Linked DNA regions of Mus musculus: regions 2 and 3 are each linked to region 1. The links are chromatin contacts, called in public Hi-C and promoter capture Hi-C maps. All regions are on one chromosome and are shown on one strand. Each heading gives the region's core, a stretch centred on a gene start, on an enhancer-like site or on the middle of the called end of the contact. The rest is flanking DNA. Distances are from core to core; before and after follow the strand shown. Region 1 holds the start of Spata5 (spermatogenesis associated 5). Region 2 overlaps Gm20755 (predicted gene, 20755). Region 3 overlaps Gm20755 (predicted gene, 20755).

The links. Promoter capture Hi-C pulls out the DNA fragments that hold promoters and counts their contacts. Hi-C and Micro-C count contacts between places; a contact is called where the count stands out from the background.
Region 2: a promoter capture Hi-C map of hippocampal neurons shows a contact between it and region 1, with 3 times the contacts expected there. The contact joins the enhancer-like site here to the promoter of Spata5 in region 1. A contact is called at or near these places in 8 of 39 promoter capture datasets (3T3-L1-derived adipocytes, the C10 cell line, the HPC-7 cell line and 4 more), 1 of 484 Hi-C or Micro-C datasets (uterus), 5 of 115 datasets of contacts at active chromatin or transcription factors (acute myeloid leukemia, embryonic limb bud, large pre-B cells and 2 more) and 2 of 9 other capture datasets (adipose tissue and macrophages).
Region 3: a contact with region 1 is called in a Hi-C map of uterus, with 2.6 times the contacts expected there. The contact joins the enhancer-like site here to the promoter of Spata5 in region 1. A contact is called at or near these places in 3 of 39 promoter capture datasets (the 3T3-L1 cell line and hippocampal neurons), 2 of 484 Hi-C or Micro-C datasets (muscle stem cells and uterus) and 4 of 115 datasets of contacts at active chromatin or transcription factors (the 230-238 cell line, large pre-B cells and pro-B cells).

The regions. Positions count from the first base shown.
Region 1 is chr3:37,418,481-37,421,300 of GRCm38.p6, reverse strand. Spata5 (spermatogenesis associated 5) reads right to left here and starts at 1,351. Exons shown (of 16, transcript NM_001163511.2): 1 at 801-1,351. The coding sequence starts at 960. Nudt6 (nudix (nucleoside diphosphate linked moiety X)-type motif 6) reads left to right here and starts at 1,705. Exons shown (of 5, transcript NM_001291044.1): 1 at 1,705-1,959. The coding sequence starts at 1,731.
Region 2 is chr3:37,961,615-37,964,434 of GRCm38.p6, reverse strand. All of the region lies in intron 2 of Gm20755 (predicted gene, 20755), which reads right to left. Among named protein-coding and RNA genes, the nearest start is that of Gm22899, 32 kb to the left of the region's middle. Within about 2 kb of position 1,489, at least 41 of the 459 cell types and tissues checked have an H3K27ac peak or open chromatin away from gene starts, as enhancers often do. A contact at or near this core is called in pancreatic cancer cells, where this site is marked.
Region 3 is chr3:37,935,021-37,937,840 of GRCm38.p6, reverse strand. Gm20755 (predicted gene, 20755) reads right to left here. Exons shown (of 4, transcript NR_040559.1): 2 at 2,397-2,485. Among named protein-coding and RNA genes, the nearest start is that of Gm20755, 38 kb to the right of the region's middle. Within about 2 kb of position 1,465, at least 54 of the 459 cell types and tissues checked have an H3K27ac peak or open chromatin away from gene starts, as enhancers often do. A contact at or near this core is called in muscle stem cells and uterus, where this site is marked.

The sequences.
Region 1 (2,820 bases), core at 102-2,601:
AAACACTGTGCTAATGCTAAGACAGTCTTGACAATCTTTCTGGACACACAAAAAAAACTATGTCCCTCGTCAGTCTGCTCCACTTTTCAGAACCACTACACATCATACAAGCTAAAAGGTTTACCAAGTAGCTCATTTTTCAGACGTGAAGTCTGTCCATTCACCAAGCCAACAAAACTCATCTCAGACAAACAGCTCCGGAATCAAAGAGACCTGTACTCCAACACGGACTCTGCCAGCCACTGGTGCCTGGGTACCTGATATGCGACTCCGTTAGCCTTTTCTGATCTGTGAGATGGGGACCTGACCTTTCCGTACTCATTTTGACCACAGTTTCTGTGAAAAACCAGAGGAGCGGCACACGTGACGGGATAACTTAGGACTAACACCAGGGTGCGACTAGTCAACAGCAGTAACTAAACGCTGCCGTTGTCCCTACAGCCAGAGCGCTGTTAGGCAGTACGCGTTCATCGTCACAAGTTAGCGTTTGAGCGCAGGCTAGGCTCACTAGGTAAGAACCGTTTTTGCCGGGCTGACTGGACAGTGAGTCTCCAAGGAGCCAAGGCCACCTCGAGGGTTGCTAGTCAAGGTCCCGTGGCGTACGCCATCGCCAGTGCTCCCGAAGTACGTATGAAAGAGGAAAAAGTAAAAAGGCAATCCTCAACTTTTTGCAAAGAGGGCCGGGCGGGCGCCTCGGGCCGGGCCGCCTGGCGGTCCGCGGGCTCCCGCGTCACGCCCACCTCCACACGCCGCGCTCCCCTCAGGCGCCTCAGCCCCGCGGCTGCCCGCGCTTTCCTCACCTTTCTCAAGGAAGTTGGTCACCACCAGCATCCCCGGCGCCGCCGGGCTCGGCTGGGCGAAAGGAGTCGAGGTCCCTGAGCGGGACGGAGCCGCAGAGAGCGAGGGCGAGGCGCCCTCCGCGCCCTCCTTCTGCCGCTTTCGGTTCTTCTTGGAAGACATGACCGCAGGCTGTCGGAGAAAAGCAGCCCCGAGCCGGCTCAACGTGCGCGGCACGGGGATCAAACTTCCGGGTCAGAGGTCAGCGGCGCGGCGCGCACGCCGTAATGCTCCGCGTAGAAGCGCCACCCACGAGGCGGAGGCGGAGAGCGAGGGTCTCGCAAGACACCGTTTCGGAAAGAAAGAAGGGCTAGGCGTAGGCACCGCCGTTGACGTTATGAACCCTTGAAAAGTGGACTTCGGCTGTTCCGCTGCTTTGCCTAGTCCCGAAGCGAATGTGGTTGGGCTTAAAGTAACAACAACAAAATCCGAAAGTTTCTCCTCTCTGTTCCAGACCCGTCGAGGACAGTCAGCTCCACTAAGCTCTACCAAATGGCAAGTCCAGCTCAAGCTTAGCGGGTGGAGACACGTTTCGAGAGTTTACGGTCGGCCCTCCTCCCAGCGAAAAGGGGCGGAGCGAGCTCCGGAAGAGGCCTGAGAGTGTTCGCCGCGAGATGGGGCGGGGCGATCGCCGGAAAGAGGTGAGGTTGCACGGGGTCACGAGAGTGGGGCGGGAAGGGGCGGGGCGTGCTCCCTGGAGGAGACAAGGCTACGTCAGGCGATGTGGGCGGGGCGGGAAGGGGCGGGGCGTGCGCCCAGGATGAGACCAGGCTACGTCTGGCGTGGTAGACCGGGCAGGGCTGGAAGGGGCGGGGCGTGCGACAGGGAAGAGATGCTACGTCAGGCGATGTGGGCGGGGCGGGAAGGGGAGAACGGAAAGGCTAGGTGCAGCCATGTGGTGGGTGAGGAGGACCCGCTACTGGTTCTCCACATTGCTTTACGCGGGCGGAGCCAGGCTCCGGCCGGGGCGGCGCACAGCCTCGGGCGGCCTGGAGACCCCGGGCTCCTGCGGGGCCGAGCTACAAGGCGAGCTGGACAGATTTGGGGGCGTCTCGGTGCACTTGTCGCGGCACCATACGTTGCACGGGCTGGATGCCGCCGCCTTCCGGAGGCTCTTGCAGGGCAAGTGCGGGTCTCGGGCCCCGGAAACCAGGGCGGAGCGTGTGGGCTCTGAGGTGAAAGCTGAAAGGACACCCAGCGGTCCTCTCGCTGTGACCTGGAAGTGCCCTCAGCCACGTCCCGGCCCGAACCCTGAATGCTTGCCCCTGAGACTGACACGGGATTCGCAGCGCCTAGCACGGTGTCGGCCACGCCTTTAACTCTTAGTAAACACTGACAGCCTCACTGTGTGCTACCTTGCAACCTTAGTTTTGCTGCTACTTGGATTCTGCCACATGCTTTGCCAAGCAAAACGGTTTCCTAACCGGGATGGGTGCCAGTGCTTGCATCTACCCACAGAGCTTTGCAGTTTTCAGTAGGAACACATCACTGGTACATCACTGGCTTTGAACGGTGAACCCAGTTATCTGAAAGGATGCTTGTGTGAAGGAGTCCCCCTCACTTTGGGATAAGTGTCTGATTTGTTAGAACAGCCTGTTTTTCAAACTGAAGGCATAGCATGGAAATTTAGCATGGAATGGAAAAGATCCTTTCACATAACCAGGAAACCACAAATGATCTTTATTCTGTGAGCAACAAACACGGCAAGTTAGCGACTCTAATGCTGTTTAATCTTCAAACAAGGCTATTTAACATCATCTCTCCTGCTTATAAGTGCTTAGACTTCAACACTTTCACCAGTAGGAGAATCGAATCAGTTCATCCTCTGATATGTGCACGTATATGGATGGGCACAGGCATTTGCCATACTTAGATAGTTTTTCCCAGTGGGAGATGATAATCTAAGCACCACTCCAGAAGTGTATTGGATCTTGAAACAAGTCCAAGGTTCGAGTTCAAGATTGTGTTACGAACTTTTCCAGG
Region 2 (2,820 bases), core at 240-2,739, 540 kb before region 1:
GCTGTGGGTGTCTGTTTTGGAACTGGCACTAATCGGACTCCTATGCCAGCATTCTGTGTTCCTGTGATCCTGCCATGGGCAAGCATGTCAGGTTCTAGCAGAAATATGATAAGCCAACACCGACTTTGGATTTTCATCACATTTGTTTCAATTTCTAATTAAACTCAACTCCAGCGCCTTCTGTAGACACTAACTCCAGGGTGCAAAGAAAATCGTGTGTGGAGAATGTAACAGATGGTTTTGCAAGCTGATAACCCAAGTTCCCGGCTCTAACTTCAAAGTATGTATAGTCCAAGCCTCTTGTGATTGGCCTGCAGTTGGTATAATTTAAATATTTTGAAGTCTTCAGTTTAAAATATAAACAGAAAAGAAAGACGATTCAATGTCTTATGTTTCTGGAGATTTCTTATTTGAGTCTGAGGACAGGAATAATCATATTCACTACAGAGTAACGCTCCTACCAGCATAATCCTCACTTTTACAAACCACATCATAAGCATTGTTTTTCAAAAGCTTAGATTAGCATGAGCTGACACGCTTAACATCTCCAGGACATCTAAGAGTCAGTCAACAAACTGAAGCTGTCGAGCGAGTGTCGGCCCTTGTGGTAGAGAAGGTTAGTCTGATGTCTGCTCCTAAGGAATCCAAGAACAGCAGAAACCAAGCACATCATTCAGAGAGGACTCTGATAAAAGAATCACAAATTATTGACTTGTTTTATACACACTGATTAGCCACCAGTCACATTAACATTTGTGTCCCAGACCCCAAGAAAAACAACACATTAGACCTGAGCCTGTCTGCTGCCCTTATGCCCAGGGAGTACGGGCTCTGTTGAGAATGGATCTCATACTGGCCTGGTACTGGCTACACAGCCTAGGCTGGCTGGCCAAGGAATCCCAGCGATCTTCATGTCTCAGCCCCTGCAGTACTGGATTTACAAGTGGGCGCCACGAAGGCTGGCTTATGTGTTCTTGGATGGAAGCTTGGGTCTTCATACTTTCAAAGCAAATACTTTAGTGCTGTACTAACTATGCCTTCTCTTAATAATTTAAATGTGTCTCCTTTAATATACTCTAACTTCTCTGGTTTCGCCATATCCTTCCTCCCCACTCACTTGTCTTTTTAACAGGTAATTGGGTGTCTTCCTCATCAGAATTATGCTTATGCATTTCCAGATTCCCCTTGTATTGCTTCTTCCTGCCAACTTCTTAGTTTACTCCCCTGTCAGTCTTTTCTCTGGATCATCCTGTTTCTTCCCGCTCAGTGACTGTTTGCTCTAGTCCAGGTGCGCTGCTATAGCTTAGAATGTCTGAAACAATGAGCCGGCGGGTCCTTCCTGGGAAGGCACAAAATGCTGGAGGCAAGCCATAGACCTCGGAGTGCCTTCCTTCACACACTCACGTGCCAACCTCACCATTACTTGTTCTGTTTGTAGAAGTCTCTTGGTTAGAACTTCATTTGTCTTCCACAGTGCAAACAAAGGAGAGTCGATTCCTTTGCATTATTCATGTTAGCTGTGCAGGTGAAGCTCTCTCTTAACGCATGCACTTGAATCAGTGGGAAACACTCCTGGCTAGATATGTGCAATATTGAGAGGCAAGGTTTTATACCCAAAAGACAAGGCTGTATCTTTGATGCCTGAATCAACAAATGGCTGGCTCTGCCTCAACGAGGAAATGCCAGATCCTCTCTAATAAAATGTAACACTGTGCAAAGTATCAGCTGGTGTCCACCTGCTGGATTCATTATCCCACCTAATGGTTTTTGCAGGTAACTCAGCAGAGGGACCTAAAATTATATATATTTGTTCTCAGGTTTTAAATGCGCCAAAGCAGTCAGTTTTCCGGTATCTGAGTTGACCCAAGAGCTGAATGGTCCCTGTGTTAATGAGTAATAAATACTCGTGGCTGAGCCTCGCTCTGGTCAGGTGCCAAGGAAATCATCTACTGCCTGGAACCACGCAGGCATTCTCCTTACATACCTCTGATGCAAGCAGAAAAAATGCCTAATCCTTTATAAGTGCAGTAATCCGCGAAACCCAGATAAATATAAAAGGAGCGATAACCACGATTTTAAAGCAAATGATGAAATAGGTTCCCTGTCAATCATATTCTCTGCTGGGGACCAAGTGGAATGTTGATCCAATCATATCCTGACACGTAGAAGCCTCTGAGGAGAGGACAAAGAGACTATGTGCTCACATCATCTCAGCATGGTGTGACTTCTCACTCGCTGTTCTTCATGATGTAGCTGGGCTGGAGAAACAGAGAAGAGATGTCATCTGTGTGCTATGTTGCTGTCTTCAACCTCTGTCCATTCCTGTTTCTTTTCTGCTATACTGTTACTACAGTTGTAGCCAGAGAGAAATCTCAAAGTTGAATAATGAAAGGGTTATAACCAGATACTATAAGATGGATAGCTACTTCTTCAGACCTTACTTATACAAAGTAAATGCATGTTAATAGATCTTAGTAAGTCTGCTAATTACTCGATTATTAATGAAGAAATAAAATCATAGCCTTTTTAAAAGAAAGAGGGTACTAAGACTTTATGAAAGCATACTGCTTATGCGGGAGGATGCTTAGCAGGTAAGAGCGTGGGCTGTGTAAGCATTCAGACTTGAGTTTGGATCCCAACACTCAAGTAAACAGCCAGGCATGGACATACACAACTGTAGCCCTAGCATTGTGTGCAACAGAGACAAGAACATTGCAGGGCTTGTTAGTGGCCAACCTAGTCTCAGGTTCTGTGACAGGTCTTGTCTCAGGAGAAGTGGGCAGAGAATGAGAGTATCTGCCTCTGACATCATCATATGTA
Region 3 (2,820 bases), core at 216-2,715, 520 kb before region 1:
ACGTCACCTCAGCACCCTGTATAATTATGGTATTTAGCCAGCAATGTTGAACAGGGGCTCAAACCCATCAGGTTCTGGTTAATCTGCCTTCAGTGGCCACAGCTGGCCAACCGGAAGAAGACAATTGAGGAATAATGTTGTTATGTCTTAATAAAGATTACTGGTGTCTGAGGCAAGACCAATGTGCGGTGAACTTCTGGCTTTGCAGGCTCTGTGGAGAGGATGCAGGGGTGTGTCGCTTCGTTTGTTTGCTTGTTTTTGCTTCATGCTGTGCTGACTCTTGGCTTCTCCTTAGCTGAGTTTCCCAGTCTCCCTGAGCTTCCCATCCCCTCCCCCCTCGGAATGCATTAACTCCTAGGATGCAGATGCTAACTTTGTTAGGCATCTTCGATCAGCGCTTGACTTTTACATTAGAGTTTGAATTCTACCTCATCAGAGCTTGGCTATGACTTGAGACAATAGGTTATCCATACTCCAGCAGAAAGACTTGACAAGGAACACACAAGCACACACACACACACACACACACACACACACACACACACAAACATACAATAGATGGCGTGTGTGGCAGCTCAAGCTCTTTATCCAGTGCATTAAGATGACTTAGGAAGTTGGGGGTGGGGGGAATTCCATCCCTCATATAGACATGCAATAATAGTCTAATAATCTAATCTAACAAGTTTGACCCCCAGTAGGAAATAGTCAAAAAAGGACTTTCATGGAAACTGTGAAAAGATAAAGAAACAGTATGGTGGCCAGGAGAGTACACTTAGGAGTCAGTCCCTACTCAGCCACTCATCAGACATGTGACCTTGGGCAAATTCTGTGATGTTACCCTGCCTAGAAGTTCGCTTTAAGAAGGGGGATGCTACTGACAGAAACTGCCAGGCATCGGTCTCATAAGGATTAAAGGGATTATTAGCTCATCAGCAGTCCTTAGAATGGTGCCTAGTATTCAATAACCCGGAGAGAGGCTAGAGAGATGGCTCAGTGGTTAAGAATCCTTCCGGATCTCGAAGGGGACCTGATTTCAGTTGCCATGACTCATGTCAAGCATCTCACAGCCACCTGTAATTCCAGCTTCAGGGAAACTGACATGAGCTTCTGGGCTCCACTGGGCACCTACACTCATGGGCATGTACCTCCCAACCCCCTCCACATGTGTGATTTGAAATAAAACAAAATAAAATAAACAGCTGGATATTAATGCTGTTGAGTGGTCACTAAATACAGCCTGCAAAATCCCCGGCTCCAAATTCTTGCGTTAGATCCTTGACTTGAGGCTATTAACATTTAACCAGAGGATCGTAAATAAACTGAACTATGGTTAAACCCATCCTGTTAATGTGTCTGTTCCTGAGAAAATACAAACGCACATAAAAATGGAATGTCTTGGACCGTGTCTGGGAGGGAGGGATGAGCAATGAAAAGACGAGATGATTTGCTAAGGCTGCCGAGGCCGGACACAAACGTTTCTGGGCTCATCCTTGGTCCATGCCAGCACAGCTCTTAAAGCACAGGACTGAAATGACCTGCCTCCCACAGAGGAAGTGATTTTAGGGTCCAGGTTTCTGAGCATACTTTGGCATTCACGTCCTGGCTCCTGTTCTGATTCTTCTTCCTTCGTAATTACATGCCCGCTGTCAGCGCACCCAGCAATGATCCTTAATTACCTCCTCTTAATTACATACCTGCCGCCAAGGTGTGCCAGTTCCCCTTTGCCGTCCTCAGTCAGTTGGTCGATATTAGCCAGAAAGACGCACAGCAGCCCCAGGAAGGCTCCCTAGGAGCCTGTGGGTAGGAGGACAAGCTGGGGGATGTGTGTGTTTAATTGTCTTTCTTTTCTGGTTTTACTTTAAATGCTAGAACTTTCTCAGCCATGTTACAATGTGGTTTTGTTTTTGTTTTATGACTCGTCTGACTTTTTAAAAGATAACACAGGCAAAAGCCTCAGGGTACTTTCTAGATGTCCGATGCGTATTTGTTTATAGCATTCCAAAATATCATACATAGAGTTAGGTATTTCCACTGACTTTCTAACATCTTCCTCTTTTTATTGGCTGGAGATCAACTATAAAAGTCAGCACACACCAAAATACAGAGCTTCCTTTTAAATACAGAGAGAGAGAGAGAGAGAGGGAGAGAGAGAGAGAGAGAGAGAGAGAGAGAGAGAGAGAGAGAGAGAGAGAGAGAGAGAGAGAGAACTACAATTGTGACGTGCATTGTAATCTAAATGAAATTCCACCCCAGCAGCTGTTCTCCCAGAACAGACTTGTCCCTGATGACGCCCAGGTCTCAGGCCCAGAGCTGAACAGGAAGCTGGCTTAAGAATGGATGCACCTTTGAAAGTGGCAACCTGCCAATTGGAAGACAAACGTCCCCTTTCAACTGACCTCCGGTTGTGACAGTGTGCATACTTGGGGTACATTGACTATTCAGGGTATTGGAGAGGGTGGTTTCTGCCATCTGCTGAATTCTGCCTCTAGATAGGGAAGGAAAAAAGTATAAGAAATTAAATCACTGTAGGAAATATTAAAAAGTCGGGCTTTTTAAAACACATCGTTATGAAAACAAAACCTCCCTGAGACCCTGCTCTCTGGGTTGTGTGCATGTTTTTAGCTGTGTTTTCCTTTCAGTAACTTTCATTGCCTCTTGTGTTTCCATTACCAGTGGGCTTCCTAACATCTGTTTTCCATTTTTATTTCATTTCCACTTGTGACCTTTGGCCTAATCTTTGTGTTTGGAAAAACACAGGAATTAAAGTTGACATTATCTCCTCTGCTCTCTCCAAGCTGCAAGCACACGGCTTTAACCTTG